Regions from separate parts of the Mus musculus genome. Here all the other regions are linked to region 2. Evidence: chromatin contacts called from public HiCAR-type and promoter capture Hi-C data. All regions are on one chromosome and are shown on one strand. Each heading gives the region's core, a stretch centred on a gene start, on an enhancer-like site or on the middle of the called end of the contact. The rest is flanking DNA. Distances are from core to core; before and after follow the strand shown.

What was found. Promoter capture Hi-C pulls out the DNA fragments that hold promoters and counts their contacts. HiCAR-type assays count read pairs that join an accessible place to other places.
Region 1: a HiCAR-type map of astrocytes shows a contact between it and region 2, with 2.9 times the contacts expected there. The contact joins the promoter of Klf14 here to the promoter of Ahcyl2 in region 2. A contact is called at or near these places in 5 of 39 promoter capture datasets (the 3T3-L1 cell line, liver, maxillary cranial neural crest and 1 more) and 1 of 115 datasets of contacts at active chromatin or transcription factors (astrocytes).
Region 3: a promoter capture Hi-C map of pre-B cells shows a contact between it and region 2. The contact joins the promoter of Lncpint here to the promoter of Ahcyl2 in region 2.

Annotation. Positions count from the first base shown.
Region 1 is chr6:30,957,133-30,960,546 of GRCm38.p6, reverse strand. Klf14 (Kruppel-like factor 14) reads left to right here and starts at 1,557. Exons shown (of 1, transcript NM_001135093.1): 1 at 1,557-3,414. The coding sequence starts at 1,850. The coding sequence ends at 2,827.
Region 2 is chr6:29,766,525-29,769,822 of GRCm38.p6, reverse strand. It overlaps Ahcyl2 (S-adenosylhomocysteine hydrolase-like 2), which reads right to left and starts at 1,380. Exons shown (of 17, transcript NM_001171000.2): 1 at 917-1,380. The coding sequence starts at 1,285.
Region 3 is chr6:31,216,840-31,219,925 of GRCm38.p6, reverse strand. It overlaps Lncpint (long non-protein coding RNA, Trp53 induced transcript), which reads left to right and starts at 1,452. Exons shown (of 4, transcript NR_110471.1): 1 at 1,452-1,852.

The sequences.
Region 1 (3,414 bases), core at 308-2,807, 1.2 Mb before region 2:
TAAAGCATAAATTTAAAAGAAAAATCAGGTACTAAATCATTCTCAGAGAATGTTCATGTATGGATTGCTGCAGCATCTGAAAATTTGAGGCAGTATCTTTAACAAAAATGAATCCGTTTTAGAATTGGGTCTCTTTAAAAATAATACAACTGCCAATACTATTTTAAAACTGCTGAAATGGACAGTCAGTTCTACAGGTATCAACCCACAAATCATGCTGGGAGAAGCAAGCTGCAAAGAGACATGTGCAGCACAGTAACACTTGCCCACATTTAAAATACACTAACAAAGATACATGGGTCTATTTACATACTTAGGTAGCTGTGTAATAAAGCACAGCAAATGTTAGAAGAATTTACCCTTTATGATACTGATTAGCGAGGGAGAAAACGAACAGTGCTAGAGAAACGAGGGAAATGACATTCTACCCTCTCTGGATGCTTAATATAAATTTAAAATTTGAAGCAAACACGACAAAAATATCATATTTGATTATTCTAATCATCAAGTATATGGACATATGTTATTCTTGAAGCATGTGTATCATTTTACTTTTCCAAAGAAAAAAATAGTGAAGCATTGCAAATAAAGTGCACATAACGTAATAGTACAAAAGTAAAGCCTATGTACATCCCAAACCGTGGTAGCACTACATTTAGAAATCATCCTGTTTATTTTCTGTGGGGTTTTTAATTTTTAAAAAATAAAAAGGGGGGCAAATAAAGCCGTGAAGGCATGTGAAAGAAATCATTCATATTTGATTATAAAAAAGAAAAAGCCCCCACAGTCATAAACCACTGGATGAGCATTCTATACTATTTTGCTGCATATTCTTAATTTTAATTTTTTTGTCAAAAGAGAACTAGAAGAGGTTGCCTAATTGGAAACGTGACTTTCTATTATTAAAATTGTGGGAGTCCATTTTAATGTGTTTATCTCGCTGCTAGTCTGTAATTTATATTTCAGCGTGGATATTTGTTTGTGTGCCTGTGACAGGTTAATGCAGTTTAAACGTGCGTTTTTTTCTTTCGTTGCTTGAATAGTTAAATCGTTACTTCAAGGATTTTAAGTTTCTATTTCAAGCGGGGATGATTCTTTGCTCTCGCCAGGGTTAAAACCGTTTCTGATTCAAAACGCTATTAATTAATGGCTACGCGGTGATCTATTGGCGACAAGGCTGCCGATCCTGCATTAACAGCCGAACTGCTAAATGAGAAAACTTTGTTTCGCCCCCGTTTTCTTTTGGATGAAGACTTGGGGCTATTTTCCATTTGAGCTGTGAGCGGTGGACGCGAGTCAAACGCAATCGCAGCCCACTTCGCCAGCGATCGCGTTTGCGAAGCGAAAGACAAGTCAGGTATTAGCGCCGCTTTTTTTTCCCTCGCCGCTCCCTCCTCCCCCTTAGAGGATAAAAAAAAGTTTCTAGGACTCTGCCTGACACCCAGCTGGCCAGAGACCAGGGGCGAGGGGGGCGAGGCCGGCAGGCTGCCCAGAAGTTGCGATCCGGGACTTGCGCGCATTGAAATTACCTGGCTCGCCAGCAGCGGAGAGAAAGCGCAGACAAGATAATTTCCCAGGCTGCTGGGAATGCCATAGCCCGCGCGGCAGCGCGATCCAGGGGTGTCCTCGGGCCGGGGCGGGTCCCCGCCACCCCCGCAGGCTTCAGTGCGTCAGGGCGCGTCAGGCGGGGCGGGCTCGGCTCCGGCAGCAGCGGCTGCGGGCGGCGAGCGGCGCGCACCGGCTTCCAGCTCGTCTGGCTCCAAGCGGCGGGACGGACGCTCCCGGGGACTCTCCGGCCCGCGGCTGGCCGCGCTCGGACGGCGCTCGCCCGCAACCGGGCGCCGCCAGCATGTCGGCCGCCGTGGCTTGCCTGGACTACTTCGCTGCCGAGTGCCTGGTGTCTATGTCCACCCGCGCCGTGCTGCACCGGCGCGCAACGGACCCCGAAGGCGCGAGCGCAGCGGCTGTCTCCGAGGTGGGTGCAGTGTCTCGGGAGTCGGCGGGGAAGGGTACCGGGTCACGGGGGGTGCTGTGGATACCCCCAGTCCTCCAGGTCCCCACCCCGAGCCCCGGAGAAGGCGATGGCGCGCCCCACCTGCTGGCTGCGAGCGCTTTGGCTGATTTAAGCTGTGGTGCCCGGGAAGACTTCAGGGAAGACTCCGAAGAAGCTCCGTGTGCCTCAACTAGCTGCTTCGAGCCGACCTGGTGCTCCAGCCCTACTGGGGGCTCTGAGCCTACCCAGGCCTTCTTCGAGGATGAGCTCTCTGACGCCGAGAGCTCCTGCAGTGATTCTGCTATCCTGGATGCGCCTGAGGCCTCAGAGGAGCCGGATGACAGCGGAGAAGTGCCCGAGGGGCCCCCAGGGGCCCGCCCTGCGCCATCAACGGGCCCGACGTACCGAAGGAGGCAGATTACGCCCGCATCCAAGCGACATCAGTGCTCCTTCCATGGCTGCAACAAGGCCTACTACAAGTCGTCGCACCTCAAGTCACACCAGCGTACCCACACGGGGGAACGCCCCTTCTCCTGTGATTGGCTCGACTGCGACAAGAAGTTTACGCGTTCTGATGAGCTAGCCCGCCACTACAGGACGCACACCGGTGAAAAGCGCTTCTCCTGCCCGCTGTGTCCCAAGCAGTTCTCTCGGAGCGACCACCTGACCAAGCATGCTCGTCGCCATCCAACTTACCATCCCGACATGATCGAGTACCGAGGTCGTCGTCGCACTCCCCGCCCTGAGCCACCACCCCCAGCCATGGTGGAAAGCTCTGGTTCCGACTCCAGCTCCTCTTCTGGCCAGGAGACCAGCTTCACTGCTTGCCTGTAGGACTGTCTTGCTGTCTATCTTTCCCTCAAGCACAACCCCCACCCCCGCTGCCCCCCAGGCCGTTGTCCATGCCTTCTCTCTGTCCATTCCTATTTTCCAGGGTCATTAGACCGAGGTACAGACTGGTTGCTCCGCACTGGGGATGGGTTCAGACAAACTTGTCGGACTCTGGAGAGGGACTGGGAGCCAGAAGATAGCAGGAAGTCCTGCAACACAAACATCTTCTGAAATGAACGGTTTCTTCCAAACAGCCTGCAGGAACCTTTGAGAAGGGATGAACTCTCCAGCGTACTGAAGTTTCTTCCCTCCATGGCACCAGAGATGTAAAACTGAATTCTGAGATGCTGGAGGATCTCCCAGTTCCAAATGACTCTGGTGTCTCACCCATTGGCCAGGGCGGACTTTGGAGAGGGTGTCCAGGGTGGCAGCCTTGGAAATGTCCAGATTTGGATGAAGAGAGGCCTTTGGAAACAGAAAATATTTCTATTTCTGTAAACAGCAATGTTTACTAATTTATTTTCGGTATCTTGTAAACAAAAATTCAGGTTGATGGGAAGCTAATGTCTTTGACTCTCCCGATTGCCCCA
Region 2 (3,298 bases), core at 131-2,630:
TGTTCATACTGTTCCCAAGAAATGAAAGCCACATTTTTTTTTAGATGATCCACAGATCTTGTCTTTTACCTCTTGTGCTGACATCAATAAATGGGAGAAAAAACGAGGGGAGTGGGTAAAGGGTATAGCCAATATATAAATAATTCGGGGGTACCATCATTACACGTTTCTATTTATGAAGGAAGCCGACAGCCCCAAACGATTACTTTCCTCAAAGTAGCAAGCATTTCTTCCTAACACTTTCTGCTCACGATAAAGATATGAATAAAATAAGCATTCTCTTCAGGTACAATCTGGTAATCCTAGAGACCAGCCCTCTTCAGGGTGAATGAAGCATCTTTCCATTACCGGTCTACAATCGCAGTACAAGAGAATTGCAATGGCTAGAAAGGAAGGGCACAGATCAGTACTACCCTGTGGAGAGCTGTTGGCCACAGAAAGGCAGAAAGTCATCATCTGTACAGAAGCCAGGCAACTCAGAGGGTTTCCCGAGCTCTCATGAGAGAGAGCTAACTACAGCTTCCTCGTTCTCCAAGGAAAAAGATCTTGCTATCCTTATCGCTGGAGGGAAGGTTTTTCTATGCCACCGAACAGTCCGGAAAATTACACGCGGGAGTGTGCTGGAGGCGCCGGGTGTAGTAGTAGGTGCTTCTCCTCCCCCTGCCTCGTTCAAGTAGTAGTGAAGGGCGCTACCTCCATGTTATTAGTAAAGTACGCCCGTGGTACCTAGAGGCTTCGCTTCGCAGCGGAGCACCGGGTGGCGGCCGCTCTAAGAGCGGGTTCAAGGGTGGGAGAAGACTCTCGGCTCCACGATCTAGAGGGTGTGGAACCGGGTGCCGCCGTGCCCTGAAGGGCCGCCACTCCCGTGCCCGCCCTCCCCGCCTCTCCGAGAAGCGAGGCAGCCCGACCCCAGTACCTTCTTGACCGTGCGCGGCGCCTCGGTGACCGTGCCGTCGGGGCTGACCAAGGCCTCGCCGCCGTCGCGATGCCGCTGGTGCTGGTGATGAGGGTCGCTCCGCTTCATGGCGGACGCTTGAGGGACCTTCCCGGCCGCAGGGCTCAGAGCCGCGGTGGGCCCCGAGCCCGGGCCGGGGGCCGGGGGCCGCTCCGCCGCGGGAGCCGGAGCTGGAGCCTCTGGGTCCCCGCCACCCGCTGGGGGTACCATGGCGCCCACGGCCGCCGCGCTCAGTCCCAACTGGGGCTCCGCCTCGGAGGGGCTCAGATCCTTCAGCTCCACCTCAGGCACCTTGGCGGCTGCCGCTGCTGACACAACCTGCACCGACATCACCGCCTCCACTGCAACCGCCGACTCTGACTCTCGCACCAGCTCCCACTCGGCCCCGCCTCCCGCCTCCCTTCCCCTTCCCTCCCCCATACCCCCACTCCTCCCCTCCATCGCCTCCGCTCCCACCCCCTTCCTCCGCCCGCCCGCTCGCTCGCCGCCAGCCCGGCCTCTCGAGCCTCGCCCCACCCCTGTCTGACTCACGCGCGAGGCGCCACAGAACCTGTAGTGCGCTTGCTCCGGGTTGCACGCGACTAGAAGACCGTGGGACCTCAGCAACCAACTTGCACTGCGCTCGCCTCGCGGGGGGGTGGGTGGGGGATAGGCCGCAGAGTCCCCTGGGAGTTGTAGTCCTTTCGTCCCTCCTCCGGAAAGTAGTTTTTGATGGAGAGGGAACTCCCAGGACAGCGACTAACAGAAAAGTATAAAAACGGATGACGCGACGGAATAGATGAGGAGAATGTCTCCAGAGGGGTTGTGGTTTCCGGAAAGGAATGCCAGAAACCCCAGGGAAAGTGGGGGGCAAGAATGACTCGCTCCCCTGACGGCGTGAATTTCCTCCGGAGTGTGCGCATGTGTGCTATCACGTGGGCGGCCTTTAAAGGAAAAGCGGCAGGTCAGGTGAGATGAATTCCGGCTCCAGGCTAGAAGGCATGGGGTTTCTCCATTCCGTTCCGAGCCTTTCTTCAGTGGGTTGGTTTCTAGAAGAAAAGAAATAAGCCATTTCCTGCTGTCATGCTTTCTGGCGTACTCTTGAATTAAGTAACTAAAATCAAATCCCCAAAGAAAGAAATCTCGTCAGGGTATGGTGGAGTACGCAGTAATAATTTGAACATCTGAAGTGTATGCGTCACCAGTGATAATAGTTCGAGGCCAGCTGAGCTATGAAGCAAGGCCCTGTCTTTAAAAAAAAAAAAAAAAAAGTTAATTCTACCGCACACATGTAATTAAAGGACCAGAAAAGAACTGGGAATCTACCCTGGGCCCTCTAAATGAGCAACAAATTCAATTAACTTTTGACCAGATCACCAGCTGCCAGTTTTATTTTTAATAACAAAAATAAAATAAAATTGCGTACCATTTGGTCATAGTGGTAAGCCCAACACTCAGGAGACAGAGACCTGAGAATCAGAAATGTGTTGAGGTTAGCTTTGACTGCTTAGCCAAAGCCTGTCACAAAAAGAAGAAACTTACCTGAAAGTAATGTTCTACTGATGATAGAATTTTTTTTCTTTTAAGAAGAGTTCTCCAATAGTCTTTTAATGATAAAAGGAAATAAATGCTTATAATTTTAAAAATCAGACTAAAAGCCAGGCGGTGGTGGCATAAGCCTTTAATCCCAGCACTTGGGAGGCAGAGGCAGGCAGCCTGGTCTACAGAGCAATTTCCAGGACAGCCAGGACTACACAGAGATACCCTGGCGGGGAAGGGGAAGGGGCATATAACAACATCAAGATGGCTTATCAGTTAAGAGCATCTGCTGCTCTTCCAGAGGTCTGGAGTTCAAGTCCCAGCAACCACATGGTGGCTCACAACCAACTATAGTGGTGATCTGATGCCCTCTTCTGACCTGCAGATGTACAAGCAGTTAGAGCACACATATACATTACAGAAAGAGGGAGGAAGGAAGTTAGACTAAAAAGTAGGAGACAACACCATACTTTCTAGGGATTTGAGAGTTGGCTCAAAATTTATGAGCCCTTGCTGTAATTTGTTCCCAACAACTACATTGGGCAACTCACAACCACCTGCAACTCCAGCTCCAGGGGGTGTGACACCCTCTTGTCCTACAGACACACACATATGCATAAGCTTAAAAATTATTTTAGTTGCACATTCTTTAAATTTTTATGTGAATATTACCTAAAGGGGGAAAAGGGCACTAAGATGTGGTTGACTTTTAGCATATTATGAGGTAGGCTTTTTTATTCCTAAAGAAACTGAGGCAAAGAGGATTATGGTTTGTGGCTGTTCAAAAAGTGACTGCAGCCCTAACAGCTCCCTTGGACTACCGGC
Region 3 (3,086 bases), core at 203-2,702, 1.5 Mb before region 2:
GTTAAGTATTTGGGAAGGCCTGAGCTGGGTACATAAGCAAAGAGCCTGAGCTGGGCGGTCCAGGCAAAAGAGGGTTAAAAGGATGAAAGAATTAGACTTGAGGTTAGAAGGCCATAAGGATGGGTGTTAGAATTAGAGGGAGACCTAATGCATTCATAAGTGATGGAGAGAGACGGATAATCAAGGCCAGGCCGGAATGTTGGTCCTCTCCCATCCCACTCCTCAGTTACTGAGTTAGTGTTTTCTTATCCTTTTTCCACAATTCTGCCAACCCCGTTTTCCTTATAAAGACGGAAAAGTGTGAACCAACAGAAAAATAGCAATTTAATCATAGATTTTACTTATAGGATGTTTTTCCATGGTACATAAAAATGTAGAGACAGAGAATTGCGATTCGAAGTAGACCCCCCCCCCCACACACCTTGCACACACATACATTGCAAGTCATTAAGACTAAGGACTTCAAACTTAGTTTCCATACATCACTAGACACGAATAAGCCTTTAAACGCTAATACTTAAGTTAAATGCTAGCAGTGGGGACAGAATTGGTGGTTTGGAATATCAGGAAAATGCACGTTTGCGCTCTGTCCACACACACGCATATATATGTATATATAATTTCTAGTGTGTAGCATGCACAGTATGATTAAGGGATAAGCATGTTTCCCTGATCATCTTATTTCCAACCAAGCACGCATTTTATGGCAGTCATCTTGTCACCATTTGGAAGAATGTGGTCAGAAAAGTAGTGCCCAAACTGCCACTTTGGTTTTGTCTGTACCTTACAGGTCATGGCTTCATACCTCACTTCCTGACACAAACAAGTTTTTACTGTTGTCAGCAACAAAGCCCTAATATAGCCGCGGAAGAGAAAAACTGCCTTGCATTTTGCCTCTTGAGAGCATCATCAACAGTTACCGGAGGAATGTAATTCCAGAAAGCTCCGAAACTGGTAGTGATGGTAATTATGGACCAAATGCCCGGTTCTGGTTGTTATTTTCTGGGCATTTCTGTTCTACCAACGATCTGCGAGTGAGCTCACTGAGAGGGCAAATCTGGCTTTTCTTTTTGACTTTGTAAAATTTAATCAGGCCTGATAGGGAACTCACAGCTCTTGGGGGAAAATAAAGTAGGAACCACGAAATGTCATTTTAACAGAGCGTGGGCTTGGTGACTGCAGGAAAGGATTTAAGGACGCTCCTGTTCCGCTTGCTGTGTAATGAGCACTGGCTCCACGCACGCACCGACGCCATAGCTCCCGGATGCAGTGGCTCCCTTATCTGGGCTTTCGCAGCGCCACAAGCCCCTTCGGGATGCTTCGAGGGGCTCCTGGTGGGTGGTGGTACAAATGCTGCCGCCGCCGCCGCCGGCGGTCCTGCTGCTGTTGTTGCTGCTGCAGTCACGTGGGAGCCCCTTTAAGTTTCCATAGAGAGGCCTCTCCGGTGTCACATGATGGACATGATATAATGAAACAACATTGTGGAGAGGAAAGCATTAGGGGAGCCCACGGCTACAAAACAAGTGAGAAGAGGTGGGAGAAAGAGAAACTACGCCACCTCCTCTGCAGCCGAGCGCACGCAGCAGCCTGGCGTGACAAGTGGGCGACGCCAGGGACAGAGAGTGGGGGTCCTCCGCCCGCTCCGGGGACCCTGTCGCCCACCGTGGTGCGCTGAGCAACTTTTAGCCGGCAGCCCCGCACCTGTCTCAGAGTCCCCATCGCTCCCCACCAACCATCATGGGAAAATTCTAGAAGAATACGCTCTCGGAATCTACGTGCGCATCATTTTCCTCCTCACTCCAGAGGAAGGAACCAGAAAAGAGAGCAAAGCGGTGTAGTGTTCAGCCTCAAGGTAAGTTCTTTAGGGTGGGGAAAACGGGTCCAGCAGGACTTGGGGACAGGATTTGGTGCTCAACTCCCACCTTGGGGGTGGAAAAAGCGTCCCCGCACTCTCGGTGAGGCAGATGGGTTGGCGCGTCATCTGTGCTATTTTCCCGGTGGACTCTCTTGACGTCCACCCTCGCAGTCCCCGGGGCCCCCTTACGGTCCCCCACAAGGGGCCTGAGGCAGCGGGCCAGGATGCTCGGCGGGTGAGCGAAGGAAGGTAGGGTTGCTGCGTGAAACGGGCATGTCGGAGCTATTTCGCCATGTTTGTGTTGCTAAGAGCACTTTTTTTTCCCCTTTGCGGTGGCTTGATGCCACATGGCTCCTCCGGAGCTGCTGCCGGGTTGAGAGCGAGTGGTTTTTTTTTTTTTTTTCAATGTCCGCATTCCAGCTAATGTTGCGCAGATAAAATTCAAACTTGAGGTAAACAGACGAAGAGGAGGAGGAGGAGGGGAGGGACCGGCGGGGGGGGGTTGGGGGGGGGGAGGGAGGACTGTTTCCATTTCGAGATCCCACCTCTTCACTCAGAGGAGACCAACATCCCGAACCTAGAGGCAACTCATGCATGGCTCCCACGCCCCCCCACCTCGGCCGTCAACAAGAAGTAAGGGCTGGGGGCGAGCGGTTGGGAGGGACGCGACGTTTTGGTTCTAGGGGGAAGGTGGGGGGAGAGGCAGCCCCTGGGAAGCCGGAGCTTTGACTTCGGCTATTATTTTGGCGGAGGGAAGCAGGATGCGTCCTCTTGCTCTGGAGATGGGGGGTTGTATGTCCCCCCTCTCTATCACTACCTAATCGTGTTGCCTCACTCCCCCCCACCACAGGTTGCCCCCACAGGCGGGATGGGTGGGGCTTTGAGGTTCCAGAAGGCAGGTTACCTAGCAGGTGTGTAGGGTGGGCATTTGGATTTGGTAAGTCGCTTGGATTTGGTAGGAGACCATGGGGGAGGCAAAGCGAGTGCGTAGGTAGAGCTAAGTCTAACGCTTATGTATGGGGGGGGTTGCTTTTAAAACCAAGAGAAAAATCAAGACAGGTCCCCCCCCCCCAATATGTCTGTTTCAGCTCGCAGCGAAGCTGCTGCGTGAGTGTCGAGGACGAGGGCGAGCTTCGTCATGTGGCACACACTGTAGGCTTCTGACAGCTTGGAGCTATCTACCCCCTCCCGCGCGCGCCCGGGGCGGAAGGTGTGGGTTGGGTGGTCCGAG